Linked DNA regions of Anser cygnoides: all the other regions are linked to region 2. Evidence: chromatin contacts called from public Hi-C data. All regions are on one chromosome and are shown on one strand. Each heading gives the region's core, a stretch centred on a gene start, on an enhancer-like site or on the middle of the called end of the contact. The rest is flanking DNA. Distances are from core to core; before and after follow the strand shown.

What was found. Hi-C and Micro-C count contacts between places; a contact is called where the count stands out from the background.
Region 1: a Hi-C map of granulosa cells shows a contact between it and region 2, with 1.7 times the contacts expected there. The contact joins the enhancer-like site here to the promoter of RAD50 in region 2. A contact is called at or near these places in 2 of 7 Hi-C or Micro-C datasets (blood and granulosa cells).
Region 3: a contact with region 2 is called in a Hi-C map of liver, with 3 times the contacts expected there. The contact joins the enhancer-like site here to the promoter of RAD50 in region 2. A contact is called at or near these places in 3 of 7 Hi-C or Micro-C datasets (blood and liver).

Annotation. Positions count from the first base shown.
Region 1 is chr14:1,892,694-1,897,171 of Taihu_goose_T2T_genome, reverse strand. LOC106032756 (organic cation/carnitine transporter 2-like) reads left to right here. Exons shown (of 11, transcript XR_007160720.2): 4 at 337-508; 5 at 1,484-1,610. Among named protein-coding and RNA genes, the nearest start is that of SLC22A4, 37 kb to the left of the region's middle. Within about 2 kb of position 3,006, at least 1 of the 3 cell types and tissues checked has open chromatin away from gene starts, as enhancers often do.
Region 2 is chr14:1,805,180-1,810,220 of Taihu_goose_T2T_genome, reverse strand. It overlaps RAD50 (RAD50 double strand break repair protein), which reads left to right and starts at 2,424. Exons shown (of 26, transcript XM_067005556.1): 1 at 2,424-2,533; 2 at 3,268-3,447; 3 at 3,849-3,932; 4 at 4,176-4,327; 5 at 4,958-5,041. The coding sequence starts at 3,319.
Region 3 is chr14:1,874,956-1,879,761 of Taihu_goose_T2T_genome, reverse strand. No RefSeq gene overlaps it. Among named protein-coding and RNA genes, the nearest start is that of IRF1, 40 kb to the right of the region's middle. Within about 2 kb of position 3,536, at least 1 of the 3 cell types and tissues checked has open chromatin away from gene starts, as enhancers often do. A contact at or near this core is called in liver, where this site is marked.

The sequences.
Region 1 (4,478 bases), core at 1,757-4,256, 86 kb before region 2:
TGTAGAAAATTGTTTTGTAGTATATCTGGTGGTTTTAGCTCCTCAAGTAAAATGGGAGATTCTAAGAACATGTAGCTAACACTTCTGTATTTCTTTCTACATAAAGAAATACAGTTATAGCCTGATTCTCTTCCTTTTGTACTTGTAACTACTTGCGTTTATGCAGGATCATGACATGAAACAGATCTGGAGTGCCTCAAATATTGGAAGGCAAAGGTGTATATGCTGTAACTACCCAGTGTAGTATATTTCAAAGCCAGTTATTAAGGTATTTTTGTAAGATATCTGGTTGCTATTAAGTTAAAACACTAATCTTCATTCTTTTGTTTTGAACAGGCACAGAAATTCTTGGCAAATCAATCCGTGTGCTATTCTGCACGCTAGGTGTTTGCATATTTTACGCATTTGGCTACATGTTGCTGCCACTGTTTGCTTACTTCATCAGAGACTGGCGGATGCTGCTGCTGGCGCTTACTTTACCTGGGCTGCTCTGCATCCCACTCTGGTGGTGAGTAGAAAGAAGCTGCAAGACATTAGTCTGTAGAAGGCTTTGCCAGCAGATTTTTAAGATCCTGATGCCAGCCAGCCTTTACCAATGAAATTCAGGAGTGGGCAGGTGAAAAGCGGCTGTAGCCTTTTACTGTACCCAGTCTATTAGCCACAAGTCTGCAGCATTGATCTCTGACTCATGTCTGAAAAAAATAGTCTTCATTTTCTGTAGGCTTCTAGAAAATGAAGTGATTCCATATTGAAAGGAGGGAGGGGAAAAAAGGGCAAAAACTCGTCCTCCTGCATCAGCCAAAATCAGTGAACTTTAGGAGTAGGCCTGGGCTAAGAGCAGCAAGAAAAACAGTTATTTTGGGAAGCTGGGCAATGGTATGGTGATACAGATATGACGAGCTGTAAAACCTGTGAGACTTCAATATTTTCATCCACGGTTGGTGAAATACTACCTTTGTGATGTGACATGTAAGGTTTAAGTAGTCCACATGGTGGTGGTGTTTCTTCACTTACACAGTGTGTCTGATTCCATCTAGCTTCTCTTATGAAGCTGAATGACTCATGCAGATTCCACTTTCTGTAAACAGTGTCACAAACGGGCAAGTCAAGAACTGATTTTATAGGCGTTAGTCACTAAGCATATACCTCTTAATGTACAGAATGCTGCTTATGTGTTCGCATTTCTGAATTTCTTTAATTAAACCATTTTCCCCATACTTGGAAGGTTTTAGTTGCTCTTCCTTTCTTTTCTGAATCATGCTTCAGCTCCTTAGTATTTTTTTAAAATCCATGAACTCATTTTAATCTGTTCTTGTTCAGCCTGCTAGTCTGCTCTTGTAAATCTGATTTCTATTGTCTTTGCTCTAAGTTCTGCAAGGTATGGAAAGTTTTGAGCTCTTTGTGCCTGGAACAATATGTGTTGGTCTCTGCAGCAGTGCATTCTGTGGAAATGCTGACACATTATTATGAACATTTCTTACAGGGTCATTCCAGAATCTCCACGGTGGCTAATCTCTCAGGGACGATTTCAAGAGGCAGAAGACATACTCCGAAAGGCTGCAAAAATTAATGGTATTACACCCCCAGATGTAATACTTGATCCTAGTGAGGTAAGATTCATTTAGCAGTCAAGTTGTTTGCTAGACCTATTAATGATTACGGAAAGCAGTTAATTTCCAAACACATGAATTGAGTTATGCCTGCAGTGTATTATGTATTTCTCAAATGGGTAGAAGTTCATCCTTTTCTTGAAACGCCTTAAAGCATAATACCCTTTCCGTGCTTCTTTAAGATTTGCAAAGCCCTTGCTGTCCCAATCCCATGCAACATTCTAATGCAAACATTTTTTTGATCCAGTTAACAGCTGTCTTTTCGATTTAAGCCATAGTTTTGAGGGGAGGTAATGCATTTGATTTACCTATTGTTTTGTTATCTGACTATATCCCATATGAAGTCAGCAAATTAGCAGGGAGTCTAGTTTATCCCAGTGACTCGGAGTTTGGTGGGCTTTCTTAGCCCACGCAGCTGACAAATGACTTGATTCTGATCTTTCAAGCCTCTGGGACCTGGCCATGTTGAGGAGTATGTCTTGGGACCCAACAGAGAACACTTAATCTCCTAGTCTCTTAGCCTTTGTTTTCCTCTAGACACAGACCTCTTTGGACAGAAATATGTTTCCTAGTGATTGGCTGTAGATAGTAATTATGCTCTGAACAGATTTTATGCTTGCTTAGAGTCTAATATAAAACTGATCCTGGCCAGTGGTACTGGATTACTGTTCTTCTAGTTCAATTTTCACTCCATATTGAGGAGATCAAAAGTTGAACCTCTTTAGAGTGGATGAGGAAGAAAAGATATACTGCTAACTACTCCATTTCTGCAAAGCTGTTCTTGTTTCCTCTAGTTATCTCCCCTTTGTCTGAGCAGTTGGTGACCTTAAGCTGTGTAATCAGCTCCGCGTTCATTCACACATCAGACAGACAAATCGTTTGCATAATCCAGGGGAATGTGTAGATCTCTAGAGTCTGTCTGGGCATGGTTGCTCAATTGTGTTCTTATTGACACTAGACATCGTGTAGCTGTTGATAGGAAATTTGATTGTCACTACCTTTGTATATTCACTTCACTTTACAAGGCCTCTCAACCAGGCTGAGCAAAATGGTTAGCCATTAAACTCAAATGTGTTGCTATTGAGATTGAAAAAGCTTAATTTGGCTGGAAGGTGGCTGAGGTACAGGCAAACCTGTTTATCTAGACTGATTTGTAGATAGTAGGAGAGCCATCCTGGTCTCCCTGGAACAGACTGAGAATGCCAGGAAAGCGTGGACGTCTGTTGATGGCTCTTTCACTGGACTTTCATTAGAACACCCTTTTTTTTTTTTTTTTTTCCTCCCGCCCACATTCTTTCTCATGCTGTAGGGATAAAAACTTACCCCCTGCCAGCACTGTGGCAAGAGAACAGAAAACGAGCTCTGACTCCAACACTGGCTTAAGGTCACTGCGTCTGGAATGCCTCCATCTCCCATTCGTAAGAAGAAAAATTAATCTGTTCCCTATCTCTGAATGGGGCTGGATGAAGAAGCAGCAGAAGGGAGGGGCAAGACCAGGAAATGGTGATCCTGGGGAACACTGGACAAGGGGGAGCTGCTGGCTGCCGCAGCAGGGAGGGCTGCACTGCATATTTACACAGTGCTTATTTATGGCCAAAGAGATTAAACCAAAGCACATCAACTTTCAGAAGTGCTGTTCAAGTGCTGTTTAAAAGGCAAATGAGCTAGATTAATTGTTTAACTGCAGAACTTCTGTCCATTTTTTTTTAAAGTAAAAGTAATGCTGTGACAAGATCTGTGCAAAGCTGTTCTTCCTCAGTGGCCTGTTTACCCTGTTCTCTCATTTGCTTGCTGAAGAGCTGTAGAGCAGAAGGCTGGCATCTTCCCCCCAGTTTTTAGGAAACATGTTTACATTGCAGCACGATTCTCAGAAATCTGGGCTCGCTGTGGGGCCCCATACAGTTGGAATGAGCAGTCTGGATGGAGCAGCGCCCGGGGCTCCTGTCTGAAGTGTTCCTCAATCCGGTGCAGCACCCGCAGCGTTCGGGCTCCGAGGTTTCAAAACAGTTAGGGTCCAGGAGGGGACTATCCCCAAACAGTCTGCAGAGCATAAATAGAGCCCGGTTGGTTGGATTATCCAATACGAGGGGAATGAAAATGTTTGGGTGATAGTTTTACTTACAGCCCATCACTTTGCTCTCCCTGCCCTTGCTGTAGCTTCTTGTGCTGTTGCGTTAGGGGATTGTATTGTCTGCTTACACAGCTGCTAAAAGGCTGGGCCCTGTTTCTCATCGACTGTTTAAATTTTGCAGTGTTCCTGGTTTTGTTTTGTGGTTTGTTTGTTTTTTCCTCCCTTTTTTTTGTTTCCTGTTTGTTGGTTTCTTGGCAACCAAGAGTGGCAAAACTGGAGAGCACTTCAGGAGGGTCATGTGGTGGATGAGAAAGGGCCGAGCTGTAAAGCTGCCCGCAGCCTGTGCGGTGGGAGCCTTGTGCTCAGGAAGAAGGGAAACGGTCAAACGTTAAGCCTTTAATAGAACTTCGTGCTTTTAATAGAATAAAAAAACGAAGATTTCCAAAGGCAAATACACTGACGTTTGGAGTGCACGAGCAGCAGGCTACTGTTTTATCCTCCAGATCTTCAGAGCAGAATAGCGCTCGGAAATAATTTTGACCTGATGCAGAAGTTGCATAAACTTCTTGTTGGCATTAGCTCAGATACAAGATGGTTTACAAGATACGGAGGAAATAATTTATATTTTGTATCGAGGGACAAGACCTTAAGGGCTCCAAATCAGTCTCCAGCAATTAACTTGCCAAAAGATCACCTACCTGAATATGGAGGAGATGCTGATGAGGAATTAAGTTGAACTAGTGGTTGCTTTTGTCTCCTCATTGTGTGTTGTGTCCTGGAATGTATCCAGCTCTTCT
Region 2 (5,041 bases), core at 1,175-3,674:
TTTTGGATTTTCATAATGTCCAGGATTTTTGCTCAGATTCTTTTCCAGGACAGGATGGAATGTTGAAAGTATTTAACAAACTATCCTAAGATCATAAATGTCAGAAAATCACCAACGTAAAGAATTCATGTTTTCATGTGTACACAGAAAATTCAATAGATAGTGGTTGAGGAGTTAACCAGAAGCATTTGAAATTTTTTTATTTTAGGGGAAGCGGTTATCTTCCCTTTGCCCATTTTTTCAGAGTAAGAAATAAATTACACATTTTATAGTGATTTGAACTTCTACTTCCTCATCCTAGTGAACGCCAGTAGAAACATCCGCTCTTGCAGTGCACTTTCTGTCATTATATCCAATAATGGACATGCATATTATACGCTGTTTCTCAGTTTAACAGTTCCAGTTGCACTATTTTCTGTGGATTTCCTAACTACTTATTTTGCTTTTGAGAACAGGACCTATATTAAACAACCTACAACATGCACCCTCGCTATAGGCATCGTCTGGTTTCATTTCTTCCTCTATTTTTTCTAAAAATTAAAAAAAAATACCAAAAACCAACATTTCGGACTTAACACCGTGACTATAAGCTAATAAAACATACTTAGTGGCGGATGACTGCATGGAACTTCAACTACATTATTTTACAATCTCCCTTTGGTTGCATATAGGAGACATTTCTCATTTTTTTCTACTTGTTCTATAATTTAATTAGGAAAATGAGTTTCTCTTTGGCTTTGTTTTGTTTTGTTTTTACTGCTATTCTATTGCTATTCCATATTCAATATATATTGCTGGAATTTGTCACCTGGTAGCACGAAGTTGCTTTTGCTCAGCTGCCATTGAGCTCTCCGTGGAACAATGGAAGATTTTCTTCACTTAATGTAAAGAAGCTGCTGCAATTTATTTTCACATTTTGATAACTCAAAATTCATCTCTGCACAAGACAACAGTCAGTCCACAAGACCAAAAAAAAAAAGTTGGATTGGTAATGGAGGCAATACAGTTTCTTTACAAATTGTTTGTATTCTATTTCCAACAATTTTTATAGACTATAGCTGTAAAGTGTGGAAAAAAGTATTATATTCCTACAATTAAAACTTTTCTACTTAATGAGAGACCATCTGTCTGAGTTTGATAATCCATGCGTCATAATGGTATTTGAATTGATCTGTACTGAATTTGTAAAGTGGAAAGCTGAAGTATGAGGGTTAGTACCTTGCAAGCAAGCGTTGCCCTGGGCAAGGGAAGCCGTTTTTGTGGGGTCACAGCAGAGGGTCCTCACACATTTAATTGGCTCTAATAGCACTTGTCTGTATGCTCAACACATCTCCGGACCTAGATGAGACATGAGCTTCAAAACCATCTCATGCTACTTAGTTAATCATTCTTTCCCTGGTTAGAGTCTTTATAGGGATTTCAATGAAAGTTTCCCCCAAACTGAACTTAAACAGAGTAATCCTACAGAAAGACAGATGACTACACTTCATCCTTTTCCTGCACAAAGCACAAAGAGATTGATGTGGAATTTTTGCAGTTAGTATTCTAGATTTCCTACTAAGCACGGTGAATTACCAGTTTGTATAATAAAGACTCGAAAACCATTTCCTGACTCTCATCTGCTGCTGTGAGAGAGGGATGCATCATGCTTGCATTACCACCAGCGTCATGGTGAACCACCGCTCACCCACAGCCCCGGGTACTCATGCTACCACTGGAAATACTCTCTAGCATGCACAATTACTAATGCGCCCGCTATGGCTGCAGTGTGCACCTGTGCTCTGCCTCAGCCCTGATGATGCCGAGCCACCTTTCCGCGCTCTGATCATTTATCCCATGCTGGTTTTGATTCCACAGTGCGTAACGGGCGGAGTGAGTGGACATCAAACCCAGCAGCAAAAATGTGGTTTTCCTCCGCCCGGCCTGAGCCTGAAGCGCCGAGCCGGACTGCTGAGCGGATATGGAGGTTTCTGTGAGAAGACTGTCACTTGGCTCTCTTAATTTCGAAGGGTTTTTTAATTTTGAAGGCAGCGTTCCTCTCGTAACGCTGGAGCTGGGGTCCAGCAGAGCACGGGCCGGCCTTGGACTTGGCCACAACTTTGTGCCGCCACGCACAGCGCTGCAGGGCTCTGAGCAGAAGGCTGGAAACACTACGAAATAACTCCAAAGTGACTATGTTAGAATTGTTAGCTGTCTTAAAAGTGCAAACGGCCCCTCAACGGGAGGGGGGGGGGTCGCTGCGTGCCGCTGGGAGACCCCTCAAAGACCTCTGTGGGGTGACGGGGCTGGGGCAGCGGTGCGGGGCCGCGGGGCCCCCTCAGGCCTCCACCTTCCCCCTTCGCCCCCCGGAGGCCGGGGTCGGAACCGAGGAAGGGCGAGGGACAGGGGGAGGCCCGGCCCAGCAGCCGCCGACAGCCCGGCCCCACGGCGCGGGGGGGCGGTAGCGAGCCGGGCCCGGCCGGGCGGGGCCGCCAGTGCCGGGGCGGAGCGGGGGCGACCGCGGGGGCTGCCGGGGCTGGCACCGGGAGCGGAGGTGACCGGGGCTGAGGGGTAGGGGGGGGAGGCATCGCCTGGCCGCCCCTCGGCCGGGGAAGGGAAGGGCCGCCGGAAAATGTCCGCCCCCGCCGCAGCGCCGCGCTCGGGGCGGGAAACTCCGGCTGCCCGCCTCAGGGCCGGCCGCGGGCTTCCTGCGGGAAACGCCCGCTCCGCGCCCGGGGCCGCCGCATGGCACGGCCGGGACGGGCCCCGCTGAGGGTCCCCGGGGGGGGGGGGGGACCCGAGCACGCGTGTGAGGTGCAGGCGGGGCCGTGGGGCCGGGCCCCGTTCGTTCGCACCGGCAGCACCGCGGCTGCTTCCAGCCGGCGGCGCCCCTGAGCCGCTGCCGCCGGGTTTTTCCTCATGTCGGGGACAGGGCTGGCGTTGGGTGTCGCCTGCGGCCGTGACACCTTGAGAAACGGGGCCAGGGGAAAGTAGCGATAAATAAAACCTGTATAACAAGGGGCGATGTCATGAAGCGTTTTCTCTCACAGGTGCTTAAAGGCCTTTTTTGTTGTTATTTTTGAACGGCTGATAAGCGGCCCTTAGCTTTGAGTCGGGCTTCTCAGCGCTACGAGGGTTTTGCTTTCCCTCGTTCTGTGCCTTGGGCCGCAACTGGAGAACCTTAGCCCTGCTTCTGACCATACACACACTTAAATAACCGCGTTGTCGCCTTTCAGGGATACGCGGAGGCCGTGCCATCTCCAGTTTTCACAGAGCTTTGTTTTACAGGGTTTGTGGCGTTTGCGTTTCTGACTGCGGAAGAGAAGGAATTCTGCAGAAATGGCAAGGATTGAGAAAATGAGTATCCTCGGGGTGAGGAGTTTTGGCATAGAGGATAAAGACAAACAGATTATCACTTTCCTTAATCCAATGACTATTTTGGTGGGACCAAATGGTGCGGGAAAAACGGTAAGACTTACATGATTGTTTTTGTGCGCCAAATAACTCTGAAAACCTTGAAAATACAAAGAATGATTTCAACAGCAAGGTACGAATATTAGAAAAACCTTGCTGTTTACTGTAAATCTTGCATTGGCTTACGTTTATTAGAGATCTACTTATTGTCCTAGGCTTTGCAGTGCACTACTTGGTGTTTTTCATAGGAAATTGATCAAGGTGCTGACTAAAACTGTTTTTGCAAAGTACCATGTTCTCCTGGTACTGGAAAATAAAATGTCATTTCTTATTTCTCTCTCCCCTCATGTTTATCTTATTTGTAAATGTTTGGGCTGTTACTGTGTTTTGTCTTTAGTTTTCCTTGGTTATTCTAAATTGTCATTCTAACTGTATACTTGTTTTTGTTTTCTTAGACTATCATTGAGTGCCTTAAATATGTATCTACTGGCGATTTTCCCCCTGGCACCAAAGGAAATTCATTTGTTCACGATCCAAAGGTAAAAGCCACAGTGGTTAGATTCAGTGCACGTTTACTTCTCAGTGAAATACTTAACTTCACGCAGGGTTGTGATGAAAACAGGGATGCTCAAGTATTAGGCAGATGTGAGCTGACCATACTGTCTCAGGAAAAACAGAGAGCTGGGGGGACTGGAACGCTCCACATCTGGGAAGTCATGTATTCATTTGGGTGTTGAGAAGAATTTCTCATACTTGTTTCGTTGTTGTCGTTTGTACTGAAGGTTGCCCATGAAACTGATGTTAGAGCTCAGATTCGATTACAGTTTCGAGATGTTAATGGAGAGCTTTTAGCTGTCCAACGATCCATGGTTTGTACCCAGAAAAACAAGAAAACAGAATTTAAAACACTTGAAGGGGTCATTACTAGAACAAAGTAAGTTGAATTTTTTTTTTCCTTCTGTAATGTGAAGATCAGTTCGGGTTCTGTATATTTTATGTATAAGATGAGAAAAATTCATAACGTGCTCTCTGAAGTTCCCGTCTGTGTTTTTAGATGGAAGGTCTGGAGTCCCATCGCTCGATCTGTTAGTTGATTCAAAAATACTAACATTTGATAGCCACTATATTAAGAACTATGTGTATCAATTGACTTACATTAATTTGAAAATTGTATTACTGATGCTCTAGTTTGAGAGTAATGTTGTATGAAATGCATAAGCTTTATTTCCTTTAACATCATTTTGAGTTTCAGGATATTGTCAGTCCATATTTATCTCCAGTTTCCCCTATTTAAGAAATGTATTCACTTGGCTTTAATCGAGATCAGTCTTACTCCCTCTGGTGGTTCTGCATAGATTTTTTTTTAACATGTAGCAACATTGACTAAAAACATTTGCTGTAAAACCACATGATGAAAATGGTAATTGTAAACTTAAAAATTTGTTACTCTGTTTTGTAACCAATGCAGTAGAATGTGCTTATACAGATTTAAATAAGTTTTTTGTTTGTTTTTAAAGAAGTTGTAGTAACCGCTTTGTGGATTTTCTTTATCTGTGCTACATAGGCATGGCGAGAAGGTCAGTCTCAGTTCCAAGTGTGCAGAAATTGATCGAGAGATGATCAGTGCCCTTGGTGTTTCCAAATCCGT
Region 3 (4,806 bases), core at 2,287-4,786, 68 kb before region 2:
TGGCCACAGCCTTGTATATAGAAACACATGGAAATTTCTTCTAAGAATGTAAATATTCCTAGCTGTAACTAAATTGATTCTTACTTTTTTTTATATAGAAAAATGCTTGTTGTTTGTAAAATTCTGAATAAAGTCCTATCTGGAATTCTCTTTAAAATGAAGTATCCTCGTAATTTTTCCATCGTGTTTTAATGCGTTACTTGTATAACAGAGCTGCCTCATTTGTTACAGCCCTGCTGGCACTACCACGGGACCAGTAATTCCAGACGTATTTAGAAATGACACATCATTGAGGTGCTGCAAGAAGTTTCTCTACAGCGCGACTGCCATGTCTGTGGCAGAGTGGTGTGGGAGGTGTTTGCCACGCAAACGTTGCCGCACGAAGCTGAGTGCTCGGAGAGGAGCAGGAGCACCACCAGCGGGGTCAGCCAAGTTCGACACTAGGTGGTGTAAGAAACAATTCAGGAACCCTGCCTGTCAATGCCTGGTATTCTTGTTCAATAATCAGCGTTTGGCCTGTCTCGTACATGCAGCCTTGGTATCTGCAAAAAGTAGTAATTAAAAAAAAAATTAATCTTGTGAAGAAATAGCTCCTCTGAGTCCAGACCCAGCTCCATAAATGATCTTTAAAACCTGGGTCTCTTCTGTTCTTCCACGATTTTATTTCCTTTCAGGATGAAGTTCAGCAAAACAGTTGGAATGAAGAAAGATGAGATAATGAGGCACCCGGAATCTGCTAGGGACGTTTACAGAACCGAATACTTGGCTGACTCTGCAAATGAACCCCTGCTGCCTGTTGGATGAATTGCTAATTTTAATCCTTCAGGGAGGCACGGAGACAGTGCTACCAGAAAGGGAAAAGAACCTGTCATCCGGTGACGGAGTCAGTGGGGGGCTACGAGGGCCACTGCCCAGTCTGCTTGCAAGAAACCCCCCCTCGCTTGTTTGGAAGGCGCAGCAGAGCAGGGAGGATCAGGGTGCAGGGGGGCTCCTGCCAGCAGAGCCCTGCTGGGTGCCCCTGGCGGCCAGGGGAAAGCCTTGGGGAGCTGATGGAGCTGTGCAGCAGAGAAAACAGTTTGCTTTGCGTGTATCTGAAGGTCCAGAACCAGGCCTCCAGTATCTGGAGGAGTTTATAAATACATCATGAAATGCACACACGTTCCTGTCTTTTCATCCATCCATCTAAATGACGCTTCCTGAGCTGTCGCTATGTTTCCGTAAGTTTTGTAAAGGAGAAAAGTTAAAATAGTCCCGTGTAGGTGCAGAATCCTGAGCCACGCGCACAGTGGTCACTCAGGGGATCTTCTGGCAGCCAGGACAGGCACTGGGTTGTCTGCATCTGAAATTTCACAAAGGGCAAGTACCTGAATTAAACCCAACCCTGCATCACACGAGGCAACAAGCAGCCTAAGGAACAGTGGGGGAGTCTGGATCCCATGGCCCGAATTTCAAATATGATTTAGATAACTGATAACTCAGTTATTATATATATAAAAATAAAACTGGTACTTAGACAATGGGAAGTCGCTTCCCAGGGCTTGGTTTTTCCACTGGTGGAATATGGATCTTGATTCTGCAACCCAGCGAAATGTTAGAGGAGAGCAAGCTAGTGTCCTAAACCGCGTACCAGCCGTCTTCCCTTATTTAAGCTGACTACAGATCATTAATCCTAGAAGCCCTTTGAAACACTTCCTCCCGGATGTTAGTGTGAAGTTTCATTGTTAATAGCCTGGCTGATGTATCGCTCGCTGTAACGGGTTACAGCGTGCCTCTGAACAGCAGCGGTTCATGGCAGTTCTTCCAGAGCAGCCCAGCAGCACTTGTGCAAACCCCATTTGTCTCCCTGGGCTCCAGCCCCAGGCCCTCCCCTCGGTGCTCCTCTCCAGCTCAAAACAAACAAACAAAAACCTTAGGAAAGTAAAACCCTTGGTGCCTCCCTCTACCAGCCTGTGTGCGGGGGCATTGCCTCGTTGCTTAGATCTGGGGTAACGCTGTGTGAGTAGCGTCCTGGAAACGTCTCCAGAAATGAGTGCTTCCGAGAGGAAAACAAAAACCAAACAAAAATGGGGAATGCGTTCTTCTGAGCCAGTGTGGGTTGTAGAAAAGGGCATCCACAGCTGTAGGGAGGTGGTTTTTCTGCCCTACTCACACCGTACGCCTTTGGCCTCTTATTCTACCAGACCTTACCTCCAAACCTTACCTTAACCTCCATCACTCGCCTCTTTGCCTGCCTCCTGAGAAACCAGGCGGTTCAACTGCACCTGCTGCTAGCTCCTAAACTAACGTTACCAAGGCGTGTAGTAAGAGTGGTCAGAAGGAAATTCCCAAGAACAGCAGGTAACCGATTAAAATCCTAAAGAAAAGAGCTTTACAGCTTGCAGTCGTCAACGCTCCATAGCAGGGGCGTGCGGAGGGCTGCAGCGGAACCGCCGAGGAGGAGCGGGGCCGTGCCGGTGCCTGTGCAAAGCCCCAGCCCGGCTCCCCTGCCCCTGGCCGCGGCTGTCGGCGTGGGGAAGCTCCGGCTGCTCGGCTCCCAGGTGAGGTGAGGCTCCCGAGGCGTCCGAACCGGGAGCAGCTGGCTGGTTCTTTGACCGTGGCGTGAACCGAGTTGCTTTTTGACTTATCCCTTACCTGTCCTTAGCCATCAGAAATCTCGTGGCTCCCACAGCGTTTCCCAAACCACCCGAGGTCATGCATCCGCCCCTTACGGAGGGGCTGCTCGGGGCTGTCCCCCCCCCCCCGGGCTGTCCCCCCCCCGCATCCCGCTGCCTCCCCACGTCCCAGCACGGCCCCGAGTCTGCTCGGGGGGGGGGATCCGAGGGCTCTGCCCCCTGTGCTGCGGGGCCCGGCCAGGCTCCGGGAGGCTGGGAAGAAGCCGGCTCGCCCTGAGGGGGGGGGCGCAGAGCGGCTCGGGGCTGCCCCTGCCCGGGGGCTCGGGGGGGGGGGGCGGCAGCCGGGGCCGCTCCTCCTCCGCGGCCCGGGAGGGATCGGGGCCGGCAGCGAGGCAAAGGGAAAGCGAAAGGCGAAGGGAAAGCGAAAGCGCAGCGCGGGGCACTGCGGAGCGGGACCCACGGGCACCACCCGCAGCGCCCCGAGCATCCCCGCCGGGGGGCCGCAGGTAAGGGGGCGCCTCTCGCCGGCCCGGGGTTGGGGGGGGAGGCGGGGGGGACTGGGAGGATGCTGGGGGGGGACTGGGGAGGAGGCCGGGGGGGCTCCGGGAGGGCTGCGGGGAGCGGGCGGCAGCACCAGGGGTCCGCAGCGCCTGCCCCCCCCCCCCCCCGGCAGCCGCCTCTCCAGGAGGGCAGGGGGAGAGGGTGGGGGAAATAGCGGCGGGGTCGGGAGGAGTAACGGCGGGGTGGGGAAATAACGGCGGGGGTGGGAGAACCAGCGGCGGGGCCGGGGCAGCCCCCGGCTGCAGCCCCCCGCAGCCCCCCCAGCCCAGCCCAGCCGCCCCGTGCCCCTGCAGGCCCCCGCTCTCGGCTTCCCGGGGGGGTTATAACGCTGCCAGCCCTGGGGGCTCGAGCTGGAGGTTTTCCTCCCTGGCCGCCTGCCTCAGCTTGGTTCTTGTCGCTGTGCTTGGTGCGGGACTTCGGCCAAGGGGGGGGGCGAGGCGGCTGGCTCGGGGACCGGCCCGGCTCTGGTGGCCTCTCCTGGGAGCAGCGCAGCCCCCCCCGGCCGCCCTCTGCTCTGGAATTAGCCCCGAACCCAAGGAGTTAGCTTCCAGTTCGGGAAGGGAGAGCAGATTCTGAAAAGATCTGCTGCCTGAATATAAGTTGATTTAAACAGACTATAATGAACCAAAAGCTAAATTTCCCTCTGTTCTGCGTCAGGTCAAGCATTATTTGTGGCTCTGGTAAACACCGCTGGGGTGCAAACAGGGTCCCCCAGAGGCTGGTGTTGCCAGAGCTGAAAGCCCGGAGCTTTACCCTTACCTTTGGCAGATGAAATTCAGCTTGTTTCTCTGGAAAGAGCCGTGATCTCTGCCCGCTCTCCCTTTGGGAACAGAGCCCTCCACCCCCTGGGCTGTGCAGGTGTAGGTGAGCAGGAGGAGAGCAAAACTTCTGCTCCCGCGGCGCAGGGCGCATCAGGAGCGTGCAGAAATGGACGCTGCAGCCGGGAAGAAAAACCCCATCCAGCAAACAGCCAAGAGCGTGTTTGGGAAAGGCGGTCTGTATTCGGCGAATATTCACCTGTGTCACTCAGGCCATGCGGCTGCATCTGCTTATTAGGGTTTGTGAGGGTGCGTGCTGGGCGCAGGTTCGCGCCCAAAAGGCCGGAGCCAGGAGGTGGCCACATGCAGGAGCCAGGAGGTGGCCACATGCAGGAGCCAGGCGGCAGCGAGGTGGAGCAGCCCTGAGAGCCCCTCGTGCTGTGGTGGGGCAGAGCCGTGGGAGCTCGGCTGCGGGGCACAGCACCTCTAACGGTGCTGGCAGGGGCAGGGATGCTCTGCAGGAGTGCCTGGAGCAGCACCAGAGCTCGCAGAGCGCTGAGGTTTGGGTATACAAAGTGCTTGCTGATGCCATCTGAAAATTAAGGGAAAATTAGGATGGGCGCTAAAAAAGCAGCACAATTTCCACTATTCTTTGCCTCGGCTCAAGAAACAAGACTTTGAAGCAAGCTCTGGGCTGCACAATAAGTGTTCTGGTACGGAGTAGCTCAGAGGAGCTGCTGAGATAAGTTTTGTCTTCAGAGCAGGATTTTAAGTGCACTTGGAGAGTGCCAGGCTTAGGGCTGCCACTTGAATAATGCTGAGAAACAGAATAGCGAGTGGGCACTCTTCGTCTCGTGCTGGAAGGAGACACAGTA